Linked DNA regions of Mus musculus: all the other regions are linked to region 1. A link is a contact called in public Hi-C data. All regions are on one chromosome and are shown on one strand. The core of a region is the stretch at or near the end of the contact, and the rest is flanking DNA. Distances in the headings are between cores, read along the strand shown.

What was found. A called contact is a pair of places that touch in the nucleus more often than the background predicts.
Region 2: a Hi-C map of uterus shows a contact between it and region 1, with 1.9 times the contacts expected there. The contact joins two enhancer-like sites. A contact is called at or near these places in 6 of 484 Hi-C or Micro-C datasets (the HL-1 cell line, cerebellar granule neurons, embryonic stem cells and 2 more), 1 of 115 datasets of contacts at active chromatin or transcription factors (trophoblast stem cells) and 1 of 9 other capture datasets (embryonic stem cells).
Region 3: a Hi-C map of uterus shows a contact between it and region 1, with 2.5 times the contacts expected there. The contact joins two enhancer-like sites. A contact is called at or near these places in 5 of 484 Hi-C or Micro-C datasets (embryonic stem cells, liver, nephron progenitors and 1 more) and 3 of 115 datasets of contacts at active chromatin or transcription factors (embryonic stem cells, stem cell-derived neural progenitor cells and trophoblast stem cells).

Annotation. Positions count from the first base shown.
Region 1 is chr1:73,641,645-73,645,870 of GRCm38.p6, reverse strand. The region is part of intron 7 of 6030407O03Rik (RIKEN cDNA 6030407O03 gene); the gene reads left to right. Among named protein-coding and RNA genes, the nearest start is that of C530043A13Rik, 110 kb to the right of the region's middle. Within about 2 kb of position 1,515, at least 12 of the 459 cell types and tissues checked have an H3K27ac peak or open chromatin away from gene starts, as enhancers often do. A contact at or near this core is called in uterus, where this site is marked.
Region 2 is chr1:73,715,564-73,719,513 of GRCm38.p6, reverse strand. All of the region lies in intron 6 of 6030407O03Rik (RIKEN cDNA 6030407O03 gene), which reads left to right. Among named protein-coding and RNA genes, the nearest start is that of Gm29183, 110 kb to the left of the region's middle. Within about 2 kb of position 1,958, at least 10 of the 459 cell types and tissues checked have an H3K27ac peak or open chromatin away from gene starts, as enhancers often do. A contact at or near this core is called in uterus, where this site is marked.
Region 3 is chr1:73,742,420-73,746,447 of GRCm38.p6, reverse strand. The region is part of intron 6 of 6030407O03Rik (RIKEN cDNA 6030407O03 gene); the gene reads left to right. Among named protein-coding and RNA genes, the nearest start is that of Gm29183, 83 kb to the left of the region's middle. Within about 2 kb of position 1,682, at least 77 of the 459 cell types and tissues checked have an H3K27ac peak or open chromatin away from gene starts, as enhancers often do. A contact at or near this core is called in uterus, where this site is marked.

The DNA of each region.
Region 1 (4,226 bases), core at 266-2,765:
ATATTTTCATTTTGGCAGTGACTCTTACACCAGAATCTTATGACTCCAGAACTCTGGGGCAGCCTCTCTGCTCATAGATGACTTACACTGCTTAGGGCTATCCACCACTCATTTATAGCGTCACTACACAGTGTTACACAGCCTAGTGCAACTGTTCTCAACATGTGGGTTGTGACCCCTATGGCAAACCTCTATCTCCAAACATATTTATGTATAATTCATAACAGTAGCAAAATTACAGTAATGAAGTAGCAATAAAAATAATTTTATGGTTGGGGGTAGGGTCATCACAGCATGAGGGACTGCATTAAGGGATCAAAGCATTAGGAGGGTTGGGAACCATTGTTCTGGTGGTGTGTGTATGTGTGTATATGTGTCTGTCTGTCTGTCTGTTTGTCTGTCTGTCTGTCAGTCATACTGTGTGGAGTTCTGAAGAGGTTGAACATGATGGGCATATACAACCAGCTCTCCTAAGTTGTTTTATATTACTTCATACCATGCTACTAAGAAAGTGGAGCCTGCATGCTTGTTCCCAGTGAGATCTGGAAAGATCTGTTTGACCAGCTAAGGCTGAGTTTTGATGTAACCCACAATGCATGCCAACTCTTTCTCTTTCAGGTGGATCACGGAGGGGAGGGGGAGGCAGAGGGGGCCTTTGATGTCTATTTGCAGTTAGAGGAAAGGAAGTGATTGCTTTTTTTCAACTGCTTCCGTGGGTGCGGGGGAATATAGTGACATTGAAAACTCATGTATCCAAGGCCTTGGACCACATTATTTTATTTAATCCTCTAACACATTTAGAGGAAACTAACAGCCCTCTGTCTTTATAATTACAGGGAAGCAGACTGAGTTTAAGGAACTTGTCTAATACAAAAGAAAAAATTATGACCAGGAACCTGAAGTGACTTAGACTTGCTGGTGCTGTGAGTCGATGTGTTCTCTCTCTCTCTCTCTCTCTCTCTCTCTCTCTCTCTCTCTCAAATTACATCTATTTAGTGTGTACGTGTGTACATGTGTTCATGTGAACGTGCCATGGGGCATGTGTGGAAGTCAGAGGAGAACTAGCTGGAGTGGGTTTTCTTCCCTCCTAGTGATTGAGTTTAGGTTGTTTGGCTTGGTGATCTGCGCCTTAAGCCACTGTTTCACAATGCTTTGTCTTGTGTGCACTTTTCTACCCAGGCCACTTGCATCTTGCCTGCCATGGTCTCAGCAGGTCTAGCTGTTGCTGTGTCTTCAGACAGGATAGAGAACAGCTGGCGTCCTCTCCGAGTGGAGTAATCCCTCTGAGACTTGAACACTGTTGTTCATTTCCTTACCTTAGTGGGAGACATTTTTGCTGGACATTTTGGAAGGCCTAACCGGATGCAGCTTTTAATAAAATATCCGTAAGCTGGAGTTAAGCCACCAGATAGCTGATGACTGCTCTTGGACAGGAAGCATGCTCAGGACCATAAAACTCAAAGGTGGAAAGAAACCCTTCCAGCAGAGGGCTCGCTGGTGGGACAGCTGCTGTTTATCTTATTTTTAAAAATGTAGCATTTTATCCCACTAAGTGGTTACAACTCCTAGTTAGTGGTAAGACATCAGTAATGTTTATATTTATTCTCAGATGTTTAACTTAAACTCAAAGGGAAGTAGTTTAGGTATAAAAAAGGGGAACACACACACCCACACCACGTAGGAGGCATCCTCCTTTGCATCTGCACTCTCATACCTACGGAATGAAATCACTTTACAATGACTTATTGTGTCACAGGCATGTTTCTGTACCCTAAGCTACAGCAGTGTCAAAAAAGAAGTCATCAAAAATTATCCTCTTAAAATAAGTGTAAAACTTCCTCAAAGAAATTGTTGTGCCTCAAAATCCCTGGCCCCCTGAAAAACTTTTCGAGCAGGGTAGAAACATTGACAAGCTCTCTAAAAAAAGACAGAAGTATCAAAACGTGACAATGCAGTAAGCATTATAATCTTGAAGAGGACCAGAAGAGATTCTCATGGTGAGAGACACTTTAGGCAACTGCCAAGAAGAAGGGCAGAAGGAAACAGGAGGAGGGCAGACTGCCAGTGCTGCATTCAGAGAGGGGAGTAAGGAAAGACAAGGGGAGACAGAGTCAGAGGCCAGCAGGCTGGGGGCTCACTGATCAGGGAATGGATTTCGGGGTGAGGGAAGCACATGGAAGAAGAGTTCCTGGGGGTATTTGAGAGTCTTTGTGAGGGAGGGGATTTGGAGAAAGAGCATAAACGCTGAAGTGTGTGCCTGGATGAGCTGAGTTAAATAATCTGAGTTTGGATTTCGTCGGTCAATCTGGGGCAATGGGTTTCAGCGAGCTGCTTTGGCCTTTGAAGGGCTAAAGAACTGGAAGGTTGTTTGGAGAACACCAGACTTCCATAATGACAGTTATTTATTTATTTATTTATTTATTTATTTATTTATTTATTAATGCTCTATTCTTGGCGACATTCAGAGCATCCTGTCCAGAAGATAGTACTTCCACCTCCTACCTGTGGAAACTGCAGAGTTAAGGACTCTTGGCAAGGAATCTCTAGTAAGTAGTTAAATCACCATTCAAATCAAGGCTTGTCTGACTCCTAAATCATTCCTTGGTTTTTTTTTTTGTTTGTTTGTTTGTTTTCTTTTTTCTTTCTGCCTTCCTTGATATTTTTAAGACTGAAGCTCTCTGAGGAGGCTGGAAGAACTGAACTCTAAAATCCGAGGTAGACCAGTTAGAACCACAACACAAATGGAATATTTTAATCCTGCAGTCCACCCCCACTCCCACCCCGCTCCCCAGTGGAGATTTCACAGTGGTCAAGGTCAGGGATGGAATTGTCAGGGCTGAGTTAAGAGAGAGACAGGATACTTAATGTAATTCGTGACACATAATCGAGTAGCCTCCTTGCTTTGACATGCAAATGTCCAAAGCAGGACATCAAACAGGCTGGCCTCTCGGCCTCAGCATGCTATTCTGGGATGCTAAGAAAGCCAGCGTGTAGCTTATTAGACCTGAAAGAACAAGTGTGAATGCAGGCTCTCACTTGCCAGGGCTTGCTCAAAAGCCATGACCAACTTACAGCTTGCCTCCCCAGATTCCTTAGTAGGCCTTAGCACTGTAGCTCCGTGGCTCTCAGTCTAGTTCCTATACCGGTGACATAACAGAGGAGGGACACAGCAAGACCAACTCTAGGATAATCATCAGGGAGTTGGGCTCTGTAAGAGGGAAGCCATAAGGCTTTGTGACAGTAGGTCAGGCTCCCACGGGACACTCTTCATCCAGTGGGAAAAGTCTGAAGCTAAACTCAAGTCTTCTGGACTCAGTTAAAGATGGTTTACAGACTTTGCCTTCTAGAAAATAGCAAACCAGGTGTCTGCTCAAAGCTGAGAGGTCCTGTGAAGACACCTGGGTATTGGGACACTACCATAATTTTTACAGCAGAACCAATGCACTTAAAGCATTGTGGTGACTGGGATCCCAGAGCTCTGTAAACTGCAGAGTTGTGATTCCCAGAGGAGACTGTGAGGCAGATCTCAGCATCAGGCTGGTCATGTGCACCTGCTCAGTAAATGGAAAGAGAATGGTTTTCTGCAAAGTAGGGTCTTAATCGGAATTTGCAGAGGCTCTGGTATTCGTTCCTGTTCTATTCACAGCTCTCAGGAATAATTCACCCAATTTACTCTTTAGGTTACCAGCAAGTGGCTAGTGTTCCTTGAGGACTGGTTGTGTTCAGGGACACACACGGGAAGGCAGATGACATAAATAACAGCGGTGTGGCTTCTCAATACTGTTCTTCCAGGTGTTATTCTTGAATCTATTAGTTGTGTGACACATGGCCAAGCTTAACTCCCAGTATCTAACAGTCACCTCACATTGAATAAATGAGGAGAAAGAAAAGAAAAAGGAAAAACAAAACAAAACAAAAAAACCCAACCCAACAACCTAAGTCTCGGACAGGAAAAGTCACCTGTCTGTGGTGGACACAGACCTAGAACCTTCCTGACCCTACCTGACCCTAGACTGTCTGGTTGGGAAATCTACGGGAGGAAGATACAGCAAAGATACAGAGGGAGGGAAGACGCCTTGGAAATCCAAACATGCAAAGATCTTCTACCAAGCGCTAGTAGAAGTTTCCTGGAGAGAACCACGTGGAAGATATTCTGGGGACCAGCCTTTTGGTGTATCACCCGAGGCCTGTTTCTGTCCAACATTTCTAAGCTGTCTCAGATGGGT
Region 2 (3,950 bases), core at 709-3,208, 73 kb before region 1:
TCCAGTGTGGTCCCGCAGGCCTGCCGACTCAGAAGTGTTGGAAGGAGTTTACAATGCAAGTTTTCAAATACTCAACGTGAAGTGGGGGCAAAAGTAAGAGCTAGTGCCACACCTCACCCCCTTTCCATATTTACTTTATGATGCTGCTCTCCATTTCCCGAGGACAGTTTGCTATCTACCCCTTAGTTTGTGGTCTCCTCAAGTGTGGTATCAGAATATCTGATATGACTTTAGATGGAAGCAGGAAAATGTGCTAATAATATTGCCTATTAGTATATTGAGTTGTAAGAGTTTGAGATTATTAGTTCATCAAATGCTCATGACTTCTGATGTGTATACTGTTACCATCACTAGTTAATAATGGGGAAACTGGGTATAGTGAGATTCAGCAATTTGTCCAGGATATGGAACTAGTCTGCGGTAGAGGAAGGTTTTGAATCCAGGTTCTTTGAGTCTATATACTCCATAGAAGATTTTCATTTCCATGTATGTTAGAAAATAAAAACTTTAAATGGCCACCTGGAAGAGAGGGACTCTGGCCTACCTGCCATCAGATCTTGACTAATTCAAAGGCAATGCTAATAAGGAAAGAGCTTGAAAAGTGATAAAGCAGATCTTATACTCTTTGAGGGGAAACTGAGGCCTGAAAGCCAGAAGACCTCTCCCATTGTCCTGCTGTGGGATTGTAGCCAAATAGGGTAGCATTCCCAGTCTCCTGGGGCCAGCTTCATGCTCAATGTTTTTGTCCAGAGCATCCACTCACATAGACTCGAACATCAAGATTTTCATGATTTAAATCAACCAAAAATAGTCTGGAACCAGGCATATATCATAGCTTGTTTTCCAGGACACTTAAAATCCACTCCCAAAACCGTTTGGCCAAATGACACAGGTCACAGTCTGCTGAGTGTCTATTTAAAGCACCTTTTCCTGGGTTCCCGATAAGGCAGGGCTGAGTTCTGAAGTCCTCTGACGAGCAGATACTCTAGTCTCCTCTTCTTATGCCCTTCGCCTGGCCTCTTCCTAAGGGCTCCCCTCCCTGTAGGAGTTTCCCCTCTTTTGTCCACTCTCTCCCTTCTCTTCCCTGACTAGTCACGTGTACAGCTCTGTATCATAGGTTTCCAGCCCCAATCCCCCTTCTTCTACCCAGAACACATCTCCTCTTCCAGAGGATCTTTCTTCTCAAGTTCCCATCATTTCCCATAAGCCTTCACTCTCATGCTTTGGCGCCATAGCAAGCTGGAGCTTGTGATGCTTCAGTTTGCCCAGTATGAGTGTGGCATGCCTGGTTTTACTTGCTGAGCCTTGATTTCTGTTTCCTTCATAGTGCCTCCGTTTCCCAATCTGTAAAACAATGGTTGAACTTAACGGTCCCTAGTAACCAATTGGTGAGCATCAGTGCTATCGCTGAGCTATGCTTGTTCCCCTTGCCTTCCATGTTATTTCTTCTTCCCAAACTTACCTGTCATAAGCACTGTGCAACTTCCCACACCACAGGAAATCTTTAAATAACACTTTTTTTTGAGGGTTGAGAGAAGTGACACATTTTTCTTTTTCTTTTTTTCAAAATAGTGACAGGACAATAAAAAAGACCAGGAAGCGAAGACAAAACAAAACACCTGAAGCAAGTCAAAACAGGAAAAGTCACCCTTGCAGGAGGAGGTGAGGAGGGAGGGCAGGCAGCATCTCCACCTTTCTAACGACATTCAGCCCTGCATGTGCTTAACAGATCATTAGAGATCTTACCACAGACCAAGAAGAGAAAGAGTGGACAGAGCTGACAGCTCTGGTGGGAAGTAACTCCAGACCAACAAAGGCCTTGTCTAAAAATACTCAGCCGGGACCTTACTGTTTCCAAGACAGATGGACACTGCGGGCTGGCGGAGGGCAGTGTCGGGGGAGGAAATTGTATCTGACAGTGATAACAATCTGGCCTCTCCCAGAGCTTCCCATCCCAAGAATCCATCGGGCTGGCCGGATCTCCACTTGTGCAAGAGAGGTGGCTGGAAATAGAATCCTCCCAGGCTGTGGGGTGGCCGTCCAGCATGAGGGCCCATAGAACATCTCCCAAAAAGACATCCTTGGAGAGGAGGAAGGTGAGGGGTGGAAGCCACTGGAGTGATCTGGATGACATGCGCATCCCCCGGGGACTCTATGGCCACCCCTACACAGTCCCAGCTTCGGACGGCAGCAGACATTTGTGTATGTGCCTGTCCTCATCATGATTTGCAGGAAGTCTTGCTTCAGCTCTTTGGATACCAGAGAGGGATGCAGTTTCAGAAGCAGCATGTTTAGATCTGGGAGACACACTTTAACTAGGACAATAACCAAACAGTGAAGTCCAGTGGAGAAGGAAATGGACCAACATAATGAGGAACTCCCATGTGACAGGATGGTATGATTGGCTCTATGAATCACAGATGGCAGAAAGAGAGTCAAGAAGGCCAAGTATAGGAGCAAATGGTGCCAGCTTAGGGCAGGGGAGACATTCTCCATGCCAGCATTGCTCCTGTGTGACCTATACACAGAAGTGACTGGCTTTGGACATCTTAGAGACCATAACCCTCCCAGTCACCCTCTAGGCAGAAACTCCAAATAGAGCAGAGACTAAACAAGGGAAATAAATGTGGTACCTCTCTGGGCGCAGCTTGATCCCCATTTCCCGACATCTGGTCTTCACAACCCGGCTTTCCGAACTGATTGAACTCAACTTCTTCTTTTCTGAGGGGAATGCAGGATGCCATCTTAGATAGTTAGTTCCACCTGTTATGCTTGCGGCTCTCTCTCCTGTGATTCAGCTGAGTGAGAAGGAGGTGTGAAAACAAGGAGTGTTTCTTTCATCCATCCTGAGGCCAAGTAAGACTGTTTGGCCTCTTTGAGAGAGAACACTGATGAATAGCTCCCCAGAGGAAGCCTGTGTTGGAAGTGTGTCTCTATTTTTCCCTACAGAGACCAACACCCCCAGGACCAGAGGAGTTTAACTCAATTTAACTGGTACAACGTTGTTGAACATTTATGCTTCAGGTTGCATACGAGGCCTTCCTCTGTACACAATATGAAGAAATCCTGCACCCTGGTTGGTCAGCTCCAGAATTAGAAGGCTAAGCAGCACTTGAATGGCTCAGTAGAGGTGTAGCATACATACCACCTACACCTCCTGTACTCAATAGTGGTTAATTTGGTTGATTCATTGCCTCTATTTCATTTCACCATGGGGTTTCCCAGACTATGACAGGGCTCTGCCTTTCTAGATTCTGCAGGGAGAAGCCAGTTTAGATGCATGAAGTGACTTAGCCTCACGGGCCTATAAAAGCATTTTTTTTGAGACTGTGAGAATCCCTTCAGTAAAAGGAAGGTGTCTTCAATGCAGCACGTTCACATGTCATTGCAAGGTGTTTTGTGTGTGTATGTGTGTGTGTGTGTGTATGTGTGTGTGTGTGTGTGTGTGTGTGTGTGTGTGTGTCTGCATGCACTAGATGTCCTGCAGAGTTCCAACTTTCAGAACATCTGGCCCTTTGAGACCACACCCCCTTCCTGATCTGGCTCAAGAGGGGCTGTTTCCAGATGGGTGTTTCTCACTTGGACTTATCCTGTGGTGGGTTAAATCTGGGGAGAAGGAGGCGTTCCTTGCCTCTTAACCCTGCTCCATGAAGAGCCATCTGGATTCACTGCAGAGTAAACTCAGAATTGTCAGAGTTTCCAACCCTACAGCATTTCCAGCAACTTCCACATGGGGAGCCAGTCTATGGTCCCAGGAGTTTGTCAAAGTGTGGAGGGCAGAAAGAACTCAGGCAGAGGAAGACAAAGAGAGGAGAGAAAAACGATCATTCTCTTCACTCTTCTGATTCCTCATCTCCTTCTGGCTCCTCATCTCTTTCCAGAAAATTCTGTGTGAGACTGGAAGCTAAGATTACAAGGAAAGCAGGGTAGAATCAGACAAGGGAAGAGGA
Region 3 (4,028 bases), core at 433-2,932, 100 kb before region 1:
AGAAAACTAGCAAGGTGGGGGCCCCAACAAAGAGTACTGCAAAATGGCCATGGGCTAGTGAGTGGCCTAGATTTGTGCTTTACAAAGACAGGGAGTCTTTTACCAGGTGGACGTTCATCATCTGGGTTGTGTACCCGAGAGTCTACTTCACCGCCTCTCAAACTTTCTAATGCTGAGACCCTTTGAAACAGTTCCTCAGGCTGTGATGACCCTAACCATATGATTATTTCATGACTACTTCATACCTATAATTTTGCTACTGCTATGAATTATAATGTAAATACCTGGTATGCTGGATATAGGAAATGCAACCCCAAAGAGGGTCATGACCCACGGGCTGAGACCCTCTGGTCTACTAGACTTTTTAGGCACACCAACCATCCCAACCAGAGGAGCCCTGTGCAGGGATGGGGCTAGCAGTTAACATTCAGGCAGAAAGTTAAACCAGAAAGCATTTGGTCCAAGCTGGTGGGAGCCGCACAGAACCGGCAGGTGAAGTCATGACAGATATGAGAAATACTAGTAAAAGACCTGAGAAAATACTTGAGAGGTGACAGACATCTTCTCAACAGCTTCCTTTCCTTAAAATTCCTGCTTAGGGAACTGGGATGACATCTCTCCAGCCCCTAAGCCTTAGAGCCACCTTCCCTCCTGCATCAAATCCAAGTAAGGACAGTTGACTCCATTTTTTCTTTCTTTAATATGCCACATGAAGAAATATCTCCTGTATTGCCACTACTTCACACCCAACCCTTACAGACTCTTATTTGGGTTCTAAAGCTTGCTTTTGGACTGGTCTCTGTGCCTTTAGCCTCGTGTACTTCCTAGTACAACCGGCCTATAGTGCACATCTGACTATGCAGTGGGCCTTGCTTGAAATCCACCCACAGCACTGAAGTGCATTCTTCTAGCTCCTCCCACCAGCACATAGCCCCTCCCACCAGCACATAACCCCTCCCACCAGCACATAGCCCCTCCCACCAGCACATAGTCCCATTATCTTTTGCAACATCCCTACTGAGATGCTTTGCTCCTCTTGGGAAAGTCAATGTGCTCTTTCAATCTTTGATGCCTTTGGTCATTCTACACCCTATGCTTGGAATGTCTTCCCTTTTCTCTGTCTCCATCACCATCCTAACTTTACCAGGTTGAACATCTACTCTTTTAAGACTGTTTGTGGGTCACTGTTTCCTCTGATGTTCTTTTGAGCCTTCCAGATGAAGGGTCATCTGTACTATCTTTACTAGACTTCCCACATCTTTCGGTCTGTGTTGTAGTGAACTTTACTCACAGCCAACCTGCCTTCCTCAATTTGATCCTCCACAGCAAGATGCCTATCCTGGTCAAGTCTTTGTCATGGCTCAGCCCGACACAAAGCCGGTGCTCAATAAAAGGGTTGCAGAGAAGGTTGAGAGGGGCTGTGGAGGACCCCCTACCTTAGACCCTGCAGGAATCTAGGAAAGGGTCACATTTCATTACATCTGTATTGTGTTAAGGACACACCTGGCTCTCAATGAAGTATTTCAGGCAGGGGTCCAGGTCCTGCTCTGAAGCCCCCTTCCACTTGCAGACGGAAGCTTCTGACTCAGGCAGAAGTTGAGTTCTTGAGGTCTAGCCAGGGAGGTTAAGTGCTAGCCTGTCTCCTACCTCTAGGCTCTGAGAATTTGTTCCCTAATCTCTGCTTACAGAGCTGGAGTCTGTGTGAAAGAGGCCTTTGTTTGCTATGGGGATGGCTTGGGGTTAATCTCCCCTTGGATGCATTTTAATTCACTTTAATGACCCTGCCTCCTGTCAGGCTTTTCTTCTGGGGTTGGGGAGTTGCTGAAGAGATTAGAAAGAGTGAACCTGAGTCCTGAATCTAACCTTCTTCTGAGGGTGGGTGCTGGTACAAGGAAAAAGAGTTTTCTGCATAAATATATTAGGAAGCTGGGGGTGGGGTGGATAGAGGGGAGAGCAGGGAAATGCTGTTCCTAATTGTGTGCAGGTACTGCCAAGTTGCTTATACTTACCTGGTACCAACCCCACTCACCAGCCTGCTGCAGCCCTCTCTCTCCCGTGGGAGCCAGCCAGCCAAGGCAGACAACACAGAATGATGTCATCCTCAGGACATCCTCAGTCCTTTCTCTTCTCTCTCTCTCTCTCTCTCTCTCTCTCTCTCTCTCTCTCTCTCTCTCTCCTCCCCCTCCCTCCCTCCTTTTCTTCTAGCTTTGTATAAACACAGCTGTTTGTGAGGAATGCTGGCTTGGGAAAACATAAACCGTCTGCATTAATGACCTTTCTTCCCCGCCTTCCACTGAACGTGGGAGACTGGAATGCTCAGGCTCTGCAGACCCTTTGTCCTTGTCTGCAAGGCCAGGCTGTTCAGCTTTCTGCCCAGGCTTGAGGTTTCCAGATACAGTGACCGTGCAAAGTATGTTGGGCCAGACAAGCCTACTGACATTCTAGCTGCAGGTGACACCTCAGGCCATCTAGGGAAGATTCCCAAGGGACACAGAGATAGTAGGCGAGTTACAGGGTAGAGGCTGGAGGTGCTCAGTAGATGCAGATATTCCTTGCATGACTGGTGCAGCCTACATTGCCACCAGCTTCTGGGAGAGGGAGTAGAGGGTTTTGTGTACTCCTCCATGGCAGTTGCAGAAGGGGGTTAAGGTCACCTCCATTGCCACCACCCCCCTTGCCAACATAGTGTGTATATAGTCACTATTTGAGACCAAAATGTCTCCATTCTCTTGAGGAGATGTATCATGGGCAGCTAACAGGAAGAAGGGAGCTGAACTGGTGTCATTTGGCTTCTTTTGGGATCCAGTGATTGTGACCATTTGTAGATATGACCTCTCTGGGTTTGGAGGTAAGGATATTTTTTGATACCTTCTACCAAATAGTGTCTTGACTGAGCATATGCTTGCTTTGGCTCCCTTCTGGGTCTACTGATATTCTGATGGTACACACTCTCATGCAAGGTTTGTGACCACAGCTGTGGAGAAATAACAAGGACTCTTCAGGTCTCCCTTGCTGAGGGTAGGCAGCCTGCCCTGGTGCCCCACACAACTGTCATTGTAGGATGACTGTGATTCTTGTGTGTTGAGTTAAAAATGGTTCAGGGACCAAAGACAAACCTTCTTCCACTTCCCCAGAGTGAGTTGAAATCACAAGGCATGAAAATAGCTAATGGTTATCTCTGTTGACTACAGCTTGCTAAGGCACATATGCAGGTCTGTGTGCTTCTGCCTACTGGCTACCTACTGGCTACCTGCCGTGGTGTGTTGGGCAGCGTAGGAGGTGCTTTGCATTTGTTTCAGTTTTAGCCTCACAGTATCCACCTCTTATCAATTTGTTATTTTATAAATAATGATGAAAACCCAAGATAAAGGTAGCTTATGACTCACTAACTGATGACTTAGCGAAGAGCCAAGAGTCACACCAGCTCAAATGTGAATGTCCGTACAGGGAGTTCAGGAGAGAAGTGGGGAGGGATGAGTAGATAAAATTTAGACTCACAGAAGTGGCAGCTGCAGGGATGAGTTCATTTGAGTGAGGAAAGTAACATCTTTTCCTTTCCCAGACAGTCCTCTTACAGCTGAAACCTAACAAGGTATGGTCCTTCAGAATCAACTTGGCACCCTGTTTTACTGTTTTTAAATGCAGGTATTTTTTCTTTCTTTCTTTTTTCTTTTTTTAGGAAAGGAAGTCTTTGATCCATTAAAGTGCTCCATAGGAGAAACCCCTCATTTTCTTTTAAAATATTTTACTGGTGATTGTGTTCCTTGTAAAGTAATACTTAACAGAAAGTAGTTTGTATCGGAATAAATGTCTGGGAGGTAAATCTCTTAAGGGAGCTGAGAAGTGTTAATCTTTGACATTTACAAAATGCATTTTAAGAAGTTCCTCGAATTGATAAAAATCTGCCAGGAGCACAGGCTTTAAGCAGTAGAAAACTTCACCCTTTTGATCTGGAAAAAAAAAAAATAAGGTAGAGGTGGGTATTAACTTTCTGAGATAGAGCTACCTAATTGGTATCTTTTGGGATT